3 separate regions of the Mus musculus genome follow, and all the other regions are linked to region 1. A link is a contact called in public HiCAR-type and promoter capture Hi-C data. All regions are on one chromosome and are shown on one strand. Each heading gives the region's core, a stretch centred on a gene start, on an enhancer-like site or on the middle of the called end of the contact. The rest is flanking DNA. Distances are from core to core; before and after follow the strand shown.

Region 1 (3,113 bases), core at 290-2,789:
CACTCCCCAAGTAAAACTCAAAAAATAGCTCTTGTAAGCTAAATAAAAAATAGCTCTATTAAGGAGTTCAGATGTCAGACCCTCTGAAGTCTTTTTCTGAATCTACTCTCTAATTCACCTAGAGCCAACTCAGAGCATTTTGTTTGAAGTTTGATTTATTTCATTGAGTTCACTCATGTAATTACTTAACAATTATCGACCAAGTACACACTAAGTGCCATGCACAGGTATAGAAGAAAGTCTAGCAAGAAGTTTAACAAACAGCTCTGGAGCTGACCTACTTTATAGTCTTGGGTCTCCTACTTTGTTACCTGTGTGACCTTGGACAACTTATGCCAATAGGACCTCAGTTCCCCATAAGCTACAAAATGGACTAATCAAACTTTTGGTGGTATATGCCCCTCCTTAATCCTAGCACTCATGAGACAAGCAGACACAGAGTCCTGGGCCAGCCTGACTTAATATTGAGACCCTGTCTCAAAACAAAACAGAGGAAGAGGTACTAACAATTCTACTGCTCATTGATTGGTTGAAAAATTAAATAATACCTGTAAAGAGCTGCCAGTCTGAAATAAAACAGGAGCTTTTATTCTTGTAAGTTCCGGTGATAAAGTCATGAATTACACAAGAACTTCAGCCAAGCTATCAGCTAGAGCTCTAATGGGAAACACAATAAACACAATTTGTTTCAAACTGTGTTGGATGCTGAGAAAATCATAAATGTGTGGCAGTAGTGTGGGAAGTCGCTTGAGACTGTGGTCAAGGAAGGATTCTTGGATGACACCTGAGCTGTAACAAGAAGACAGCCAGGTTAACGATAACTGAAGAAACATCGAACACCTGGGATCTTCTAGGAAGAACAAGGAGGTCCTGAGGCAAAAATAAGTATCTTATGAAGATGAGGAAACAGGCCAGGAAAGGGATGGGAAGGTCAGTGGGCACCAGCACATCTTGTAAAAGCCAAGTGAGGCTATTCCTCCTGTTCGACGTGGTAAGGACCAACTGTAGGTTTTTAGTTGAAGAGCGGATAAGGCATATGACCTAATACACAGTAGCTGAAACTCTCCTTTTGCTGCCTCACGGAGAAAGGCACGTGAACAAGATTGGAAATGGAAGAACACTTTCAAAACGTGCTGCAGCACACGCAACGAGAAGCACAAGACAAGTGAAACCGGGTAGAGCACGGAACAAATCCGGAACCGAGAGAGCCAAGGCGGTGGAAAATGACTTGAGGCGGCCGGCTGCCCCCGAGTGCCAGCGGCCCCATGTATCTGGTCCCCGGGACGGCGGCTCCCATTCCCGCCCGCACGCTCCTCCGGCCCGCGCCCTCCCGCCGCGCCGCTCACCCGGATGCCCTGCAGCACCCGGACCCGCTCCTCCTCATCCATCTCGAAGGACACCCTTCGGGCCTCGGCGCTCTCGGCGCTGCCCATGACAGGAGGCGGGCAGGGCGTGAGGCCACGCGAGCCGGCTCCACAGCAACCAGGACGACGCTGCTCAGCGGCCTACGCTCGTCACTCGGGACACAGGCCAGCAACACTGCGCTCTATTGGCTGCTGGGGCTGGCGCGCGTTGCCCTGTGGGATTTGTAGTCCAGCATTCTGGCGCCATTAAAAAGCTCTGGAAGGGGGCGTGGCTCTCTGAGGTAGGGGTACCTGTGGGCTGGAAAATTGGACAGAGGGCCAGCCAAATAGACGCTGAGACAAGGTCATGGTTTCTTATAAATCTTATCCCTGAAGCAAAGTAAAAGTCGTGTTCTAAGAATAAACTACCAAGGATGCTAAGACAACTGTTAATGATCTATGTTCATGTTAAGCATTCAGCAGACTTGTACTGAGCCACCCCATGTAACCTGCTTGAGTCATGAAAGAAACAAATTTCAAACACAAGTGAATCTACTGTAGTGCAAGGGAAACGACACTGTAATACCGCGAGACAAATTAATAAATTGTGGCAACCTCACAGATGGAGCCTTTACACAAATGGAGCCTTTAAGACCTAAAGGTGAGTGTAGTTTGCCATGAGATGATAGAGAAAGTACTATGCTAGGGACCAACTGTTAATCCCAATGATGGGAGGAGAAAGACCACCGGCCCAAACCATCCTGGGCAAGTTAATTAAAACAAACTTTTAATTCTTGTACATAGGCTGTCTTCTCCTAAGATGGAGTTCAAGAGGTCAGACTTTGAGGTAGAAAAGATTTTTATAGGTCAAGGATAAGGGGTTTCCAAATTTGAGGAGGGGTGGGGTATGGGAGACAAATAGACACAAAATATAACTAGTTAGTCTTAACCTCTTGTGAAACAAAGGCATGTTTCTTAGTGTTTCTATTGCTATGAAGAGACACCATGGGTGACTCTTAGAAAGAAAAATATTTAGCCTGGTGTGGTAGCCCATGCCTTTAATCCCAGCACTCAGGAGGCAGAAACAGGCAGAAACAGGCCTGTGAGTTTGAGGCCAGTCTGGTCTACAAAGAGAGTCCAGGAGGGCTTGTTACACAGAGAAACCCTGTCCAAAAAAAAAAAAAAAAAAAAAAAAAAAACCCTAGGACTGGTATGGTGCTAGAGGAGGGAATGAGAGTTCTGCATCCTGGTTGACAGGCAGCAGGAAGTAAGATGGCTTGAGCTTCTGAAACCTCAGAACCCATACCACCCCAGTGACACACTTCCTCCAACAAAGCCACACCTACTCCAACAAGGCCATACCTCCCAGTAGTGCCACCATTCATTCTCTATGGACCAAGTATTCAAACACATGAGTCTATGGGAGCCATTCCTATTTAAACCGCCATAACATGTTGCAAGTGTTAGAGTCTGAGAATCACTGAAGGAAGGCCCCAGACTCAAACAGTATGTAAAGGCAAACAATATTTATTCTGCAAAAACAACCAGCATGCGTGGGTCAATCATTCATCAAAATGGTGACCAGAAGAGGAGCTCTTCTTAATCAGGGCTAGTGGAGTTTGCTGAAAGGGTTAAGTAATCTCTAACATGATTAGCTAGGTGTATGGCAGTTACATTAATACAATTTCTGATTGCTTGCTATATTAGTTTTACCATTTTTGGTCAGGAATTTCAGAAACTAGCCCAATTCAGAGTTTGTTATCTCTCTCA
Region 2 (3,325 bases), core at 818-3,317, 360 kb before region 1:
AGTGTCCTCGAAAGAACGATGACATCCACCCTCTCTTGGGGAGGTATTCTGACCCATCCCCAATACCTACCAATTTGCAGCCTCTGTTACCCACATGGGGGTACTTTAAAAATTCTAAAGTGAATGTGTTTGCACTTGTTAGCCCATTGACAAGTCGCACCTTGCTTGCTCCTCGGAGAGGGCCAGGGATTTTCCCACAGTTCACGGAAAATTTGAATTCAAGCCCTTGTCTCCTCTCTCCATCTCTGTAGGTCCAGGGCATTGTGGGGAAGGTAGAGAGAGACATCATTAGCCTGAAAGGTGGTAAGAGAGGTGATACCTGAAGCTAGGATGGTCAGATGTGGGGCACAGGCTTCTGTAGCTGGGACTAAAGTTATGTGTGCTCACACAAAGAGCCGAGGCTGCAGGGAAAGACTCAGCCTGCTGGATGTGGAGAGTGAATCACTCGTGGTCAAGAGTTAAGTACAGAAAGCACTTGCTCCGTGATGCTGAGCTCACTAGAGATCAATTTGGGGAAGGGGAAGGGACAGGACTAGGAATGGCTACCTTGCACTGTAGACTCAATTACCCGAGGCACAGTTGGTGTCAGTGTCCATATTTGGAAGCACAAATGCCCATCTCAAAACTGAAAAGACAGAGATGATGGAAAGGTAAGGCTGTAAAAATAGAGCTTCCTGACTGCATGCTATTTTTTTCAAGTGTGTGTGTGTGTGTGTGTGTGTGTGTGTGTGTGTGAACCAGAGGCTGGTGTAGGATGTTTTCCTCCACTTTATTTACTAAGACAGAGCCTCTCACTGAACCCAGAGCTTGCTGGTTTAGTTAGTCTAGCTAGCAGCTTGCCCAGGGCATCCTCTATCTCTGCCACTGGAGCCTAGGGTTATGGCAGCTTCCAAGAAACACCCAGCATAGATGTGGGTTCTGGGGACTCAGGTTTCAGTCCTTATACTTCCATAGGAAGCACTTTGCCCACTAAGCCATCTTTCCAGAGTCCATATGCAAATTAAAAGAATATAAAAACTGAAAACTAGCAGGACAATACACAGATTTGCATCAGGAAAGACAAGGGTCACCAGTGGGTCATGAAGCATTTTCCAAACCAAAGCTCCTGTAGGGTCTTAGGGCCTAGTGAACGTGCCCTGCCCTCACCCTTCATCCGGAGCTGGGGGTCAAGTGCCGAATGCCATGTCAGTTTTATATTGAGTGACCTCATGGTGTGAAGAATTGAGTGGGTGTCAGCTCTGTTGCTGTGCAGGGACCCTGGGTGCCCCAGGATCAGCACAGAGTCCTCATCGTCCTGTGGATGCCCGACCTGCCAGCACATGTCCAGAGTGGGGGAGGAAATCATGAAACTCCCAGCTCCAGTAATTCCACCCCTGGGAATTCTCTCTGAGCAAGCAAGGCAAAAAGGACGCAGGGAGAAAAAGCCTCAGGCGAGAATATACGGGTGGAAGCACTTTTTAGCATTGATTACGGAAAATGTCAACTCCACACAAAAGTAGAGAGACAGGAATAACGAATGTGTGCCAGCCGCAGCTTGGAGGCAGCATCCACAGCCGGTGTGCCTCCACCCCCAACACTCCCGTACACACGATCCGTGTGGCAAGTGAGCCTCATACGTCATCGGACCATTTTATCATAAATATTTCAATTTGTGTCTCTGGCAGATAAGGAGTTTAAGACATCTAATCTCAGTATCATCACGCTCAACAGAATTAATAATTCTTTAATATCGTTTAATTCTCAGCCTGTGTGCGAATTCCCAGATGTCTCCAGTGATCTCTTTGGAGTTAGTTCAGCAGCGGCAGCAACCGTCGGAATGCAAACAAGGATTTGCGGTTGTTGCTGCTGCATTTCTTTTAGACCTCTTCTTCCAGATCAGCTTTCTTTCCCTTCTTCCCTTTCCCCTCATGGAAACATTTTAAAATAATGTCCTCAAAATGGAAAACAATCTCACATGTCCAATGCCAAGGACCACTTAGGCAGCGTATGGTCCCTTGGCCTGGGGAGCCCCAGCGTCCTGCTGTCCCTGGCTAAATATAACCACAAGCAGCTGGCCGTGGGCTGCCTGGAACGGCTCTGGCCTGGCCTGGCTGCCCGCCACCCGAGGTGCCTGGCCTGCTGGCTTGGCTGTGCCCTCGGCTGCCCTCCTTGGGATCTGGCAAGCCACTCATGGCATGTCAGACCTGGCCCTGAAACTCCAGCCAGGCAGCTGTGCCCAGCAGCTGGAGCAGAGCCCACCAAGCTCCCCTGATGACAGCACTCAAGTGTTAAATCATCAGCCAGGAGACCATTGAGCTCTACGTGGGGGGAGAGAAAGATCACTTGGAACTGTACATGGCTCTATGTGGGGGTAGAGAAAGATGATGCAGGACTGTACACAGCTCTACGTGGGGGGTAGGGAAAGATCACCCAGGACTGCCCACACTGGCACCTAAGAGCATATGTGTGGGAGTATCATAGGAGAAACAGAAATGTCCATCAAGCAAACAATAAGACAGATTCCTGAGAGAAAGCCAGTAGTCACTGTAAGGAGCTAGGAGAAAGTTGAGCACGTGTGATTTTTTTTTTTTCCTGGATTGCTTTCAGATGTAGCTATGGCTAAAGCAAACCTCTTCATCCCTTGTTTATCCATCATCCATTCTAGCTGGATCCACCTGTTGGAGAAAAGGAGTGGCTACTGTTTGTTATTCACTGGGTTGCTATAGGAACACTCTCCTTCCAGAAGAAATGGGGAGGTACCAGCAGGAGGGGAGGTGTGGACTGTCACTGCTACCCCAGCGTGGGCTTCCTCTGCCTTTCTTCCTCTAACCACAGGAGGTGGCTGGCTGGCAAGGAAGGAGGTTGACAAGCACCCTCGGGTGTCTTCAAAACTGTGAGCATTTCACGATATGCTGTCATTATTATTCAGGTGTGGTGAGAGCCACAGGTCAGAGGACTGCCACTGAAGGAAAGATGGCCGTGCCCCACTTTTCCTTCACAGCATTAGGGCCACAAAAGAAGGACAGGGCTGCACCAGGTAGGTAGGGGGTGGGGCATGTGGATATGCAGGGCTGTGGCACCTGCAGAAAGGACAGGGAGGGGATGAGCAGGGATGGGCAAGGGGCTAGTAGAACAGGGGCCATCTCTGCCTGATGATTTCGGACACTGGGTTATTCAGGTGGTGGGAATCCAGGAACCCAGTGGAGGAAGTGCTGGGTGTAAGAGTGTAGATGAGGTGGTCTATGTAGGAAAGCTGTGGCCCTGTGTGTTGTTTCTAAACTCTGGCTACACTGAAGAGAGCCTTCTTCTCTCTGGCGATAGTAAAGCTCCTGGTATCAAAGAATAT
Region 3 (3,187 bases), core at 497-2,996, 500 kb before region 1:
TCCTGTTGCCATGCTAAACCAATGCCCTGACTGCAGAGCTTAAAGAACAGGGCCATGAAGATGGGGCTGGAGAGATGGCTCACAGTCAAGAGAACCTGCTGTTCTTGCAGAGGACCCGGGTTCAGTTCTCAGAACATGCATGGTGGCTCACAGCCATTGGTAACTCCAGTTCTAGGGGATGTAACGCCCTCTTTAGACCTGTGAGGCCACCAGTCATGGTACACATACATGCATGAAGCAAAACACTAGCACACACGAAATAAAATAAATCTAAAAATACTTTAAAGGGTGCTGGGAGTTAAGTAGTGCTGAGAGTGATGGTGAAAGCACCACGTAGGAGGTTCCCAGAGGAAACAATAACTTTTATCCCCCGGGAACCATAAGCCCAAATACACTTTTTCTTCTGTAAGTTGCCTTGGTCATGGGTGTTTTATTACAGCATCAGCAAAGTGACTAATCCAAGGTCCAGCCCACCACTGTAGAGTGGCATGCCATTTATGGATTTATTTTGAAAACTGAACTTAATTTTTCATCTAAAATTTAAAACAATTTCATGAAAAGAAACAGCAGTGATTTCAACAAACGATGTTAGAATAAACTAGAAGTCTGTTTGGGTTTTCTTTCTTTTTTTTTTTAATGTCAAAAACTGATCACTGAACTAAAGGTAAAAACTTCTAGAAACCCTTTGTTTGCTTGTTCACTTTGAGACGGGAATCTTGCTGTGCAGTTTTCAATTTGTGTTCTTTCCCGTTCAGCCTCACAAGAACTGTGCCTCTGGGCACACACCAGCACCTTAGGTTACTCTTCTTAGCTTTGGAGTGGGTAAAAATCTCTTAGATGGAATACACTGAAACCCACAAACGTCACACTGTGAACCGGCACCAGGGCGGGACTTTCCCGGTTCCATGATGGTCCAGTGGTATACGGTCAAAATGTCAAACTCAGCAGGGCGAGGAGAATGTGTGTCCAATTCTAGAAAAAAACGCAAACACCCAGGGAGGATGGGGTGGGGGTGGGGTGGCAACGGAGGGCTGGAACCAAACAAAATATAAAGTCCCGTGGGCCGTAGTGATAGGGGTAGTAATGGCCTCCATGTCAACCCTAGCAGGTGACAGCAGCAGTAGCAGGACTCCCAGGAGCCATCTGAGATCCGAGCAGCAGGGCTGAGAACCCCGGGTGTGAAGGCAGTCAGACTCTTGCATAGTGAATACCAACCTCTAGCTTCCCACTATACCCCTCTGATTTCACGGCCCCAGCAAGCAGACCTACCACCATTCTGACAACCAGTTGCCTACTACAAGAGGTATGAAGTACAAATCGCTGGCTGATGGAACCCAACCAAGAACCCCCGAAGGCAGCAGGCTGCTTGAGAGCCCACAGCCATGACTCCAGGGCTCTAGTCAGCCTAGAAAGCAGGCTCTGACAGAAACAAGGTCGGGCTCCAGGTGCCCACCAGGCTGCTTCGAATTCCGTTGGCAAATCAGAACCCGAACCCATGAGAAGACCCTCTGCGTTGAAAGGACTCCTGGACTTTGTCCTTCCACTTTCCCCAACTCCGCGGCAACATTGAGGTGGGGGAAAGGGAGAAAATGGTGGACCTAATTGAGGACAGTCTCAGGTTTCGGTGGGCTTTCTCAGCCCATTCCTGATTGGTCCCATTTTATGCCTCATTTGTATGTGCGCACGCGTAGCCAATCACAGTCAATGGGCGCTATTTAACAAGGCATACACCGTTCTCCTCAGTCCAGTTGGAATCCCGCTCTCCTTGCACGGAGGACTTCCCTTTCGCTAGGGCAGACTCACCGGAAGCTCACTCAGGCACAAGTTCTCTCTAGCTGAGCTGCCGCTGCTCCTCCTCCTCCTCTTCCCAGGTAGGGAATTCCTTCTTGCCTTGAGGGCTGCTTTTTTGTTTGTTTGTTTGGTTTGTTTTTTTTTTCTCGTAATTGTTAATTTTTCCTTGTCTCCACAGCGTCAGAGACCCACTCCTTATTTAAACCCAAGGGGACTCACTCTAGGGAACTTACTCAAGGGAACTCAAGCCTTAGGGATCTGCCAATGAGGGGAAACCTGCCACTCTCCGAGCTTTCTGTAGACTTGCTCTGAGGGGAATGCCCTAGGTCAGCATCCTGAGACCCTTTGATCCCTTAACTAACTCCCTGATGGCCGAAGAAAGTACAGAGACTAGCACGAGTCACATCTCTTGGTTGATATCCACCTTCATCGAGCGGCTCAGAGTTTCTTTTTCTTTCGTCTTTTTCTTTCTCTCTCTCTCTCTTTCTTTCTTTCTTTTTTGTTTCTTTTTCTTTCGTCTTTTTCTCTTTCTTTCTTAGTTTCTTTTTCTTTCGTCTTTTTCTCTTTCTTTCTTTCTTTCTTTTTTTTTTTTTTTGGTTTTTCGAGACAGGGTTTCTCTGTGTAGCCTTGGCTGTCCTGGGACTCACTCTGTAGACCAGGCTGGCCTCGAACTCAGAAATCCTTCAGCCTCGGCCTCTCAAGTGCTGGGGTTAAAGGCATGCGCCACCATTGCCCAGCTTCAGTTTCTGTAGTCTTGTTCAATTTTTTTTTTTTTTTTTTTTTTCCTATTTGAGCCATTACTCCTTTGTGGAAAGTGAAAAACAAAAACAAAACAAACAAACAAAACCTTTCTTTGAGACAGGGTATCTCCATGTTTCCCTGACTGGCCTAGAACTCGCTATATAGATCAAGCTGGTCAGGAACTCAAGGGATGCCCCCATCACCACCACCACAGAGTAGAGGTGTGTGTCTTTAATCCACTTCTAGCTGGAAGTTCTCCTTGTTTTCCCACCACTGTCAGCCCACTCCATTTTTGGAGAGAAAATGGGACAAGAACCAGAGGTTGGAGAACTGACTGTCACCATAGAGCACACAAGGACCCAGCTTCTAACTGACAGCTTGAGTAGTGAGGGCTGGAGTCTTGGAACAGCCAGATAGTTAACTACTGATTGCTAATAATGAGTTTAATAATGATAATAATTAGCAAAGTATTTCAGGTAGGTGTTGGATTATAACACAGTACAGAATGCATATCCACAAGTCGATGCCAATGTAAGTAACTAAATGACTCCCTGGGGACAGCAGACTGATTTTCCAGACAGGTCTTCCAACTTAAATACTCTGCTCTCAGGAGAGGAGTGACTTCCCCAGTTACAGAATAGAAAAAGAAGGGTTT

Evidence for each region. Promoter capture Hi-C pulls out the DNA fragments that hold promoters and counts their contacts. HiCAR-type assays count read pairs that join an accessible place to other places.
Region 2: a contact with region 1 is called in a promoter capture Hi-C map of neural stem cells. The contact joins the enhancer-like site here to the promoter of Chchd6 in region 1. A contact is called at or near these places in 3 of 39 promoter capture datasets (embryonic stem cells, neural stem cells and stem cell-derived epiblast-like cells), 1 of 484 Hi-C or Micro-C datasets (bone marrow-derived macrophages), 2 of 115 datasets of contacts at active chromatin or transcription factors (the 230-238 cell line and fibro-adipogenic progenitors) and 3 of 9 other capture datasets (adipose tissue, liver and macrophages).
Region 3: a contact with region 1 is called in a HiCAR-type map of astrocytes, with 4 times the contacts expected there. The contact joins the promoter of 4933427D06Rik here to the promoter of Chchd6 in region 1. A contact is called at or near these places in 10 of 39 promoter capture datasets (the 3T3-L1 cell line, the C10 cell line, cranial neural crest and 5 more), 1 of 15 datasets of contacts at CTCF or cohesin (large pre-B cells), 2 of 484 Hi-C or Micro-C datasets (bone marrow-derived macrophages and embryonic stem cells), 3 of 115 datasets of contacts at active chromatin or transcription factors (astrocytes, embryonic stem cells and large pre-B cells) and 1 of 9 other capture datasets (macrophages).

Annotation. Positions count from the first base shown.
Region 1 is chr6:89,594,113-89,597,225 of GRCm38.p6, forward strand. It overlaps Chchd6 (coiled-coil-helix-coiled-coil-helix domain containing 6), which reads right to left and starts at 1,540. Exons shown (of 8, transcript NM_025351.3): 1 at 1,347-1,540. The coding sequence starts at 1,433.
Region 2 is chr6:89,237,589-89,240,913 of GRCm38.p6, forward strand. No RefSeq gene overlaps it. Among named protein-coding and RNA genes, the nearest start is that of Gm839, 23 kb to the left of the region's middle. Within about 2 kb of position 2,068, at least 53 of the 459 cell types and tissues checked have an H3K27ac peak or open chromatin away from gene starts, as enhancers often do. A contact at or near this core is called in neural stem cells, where this site is marked.
Region 3 is chr6:89,094,364-89,097,550 of GRCm38.p6, forward strand. 4933427D06Rik (RIKEN cDNA 4933427D06 gene) reads left to right here and starts at 1,747. Exons shown (of 4, transcript NR_134978.1): 1 at 1,747-1,871.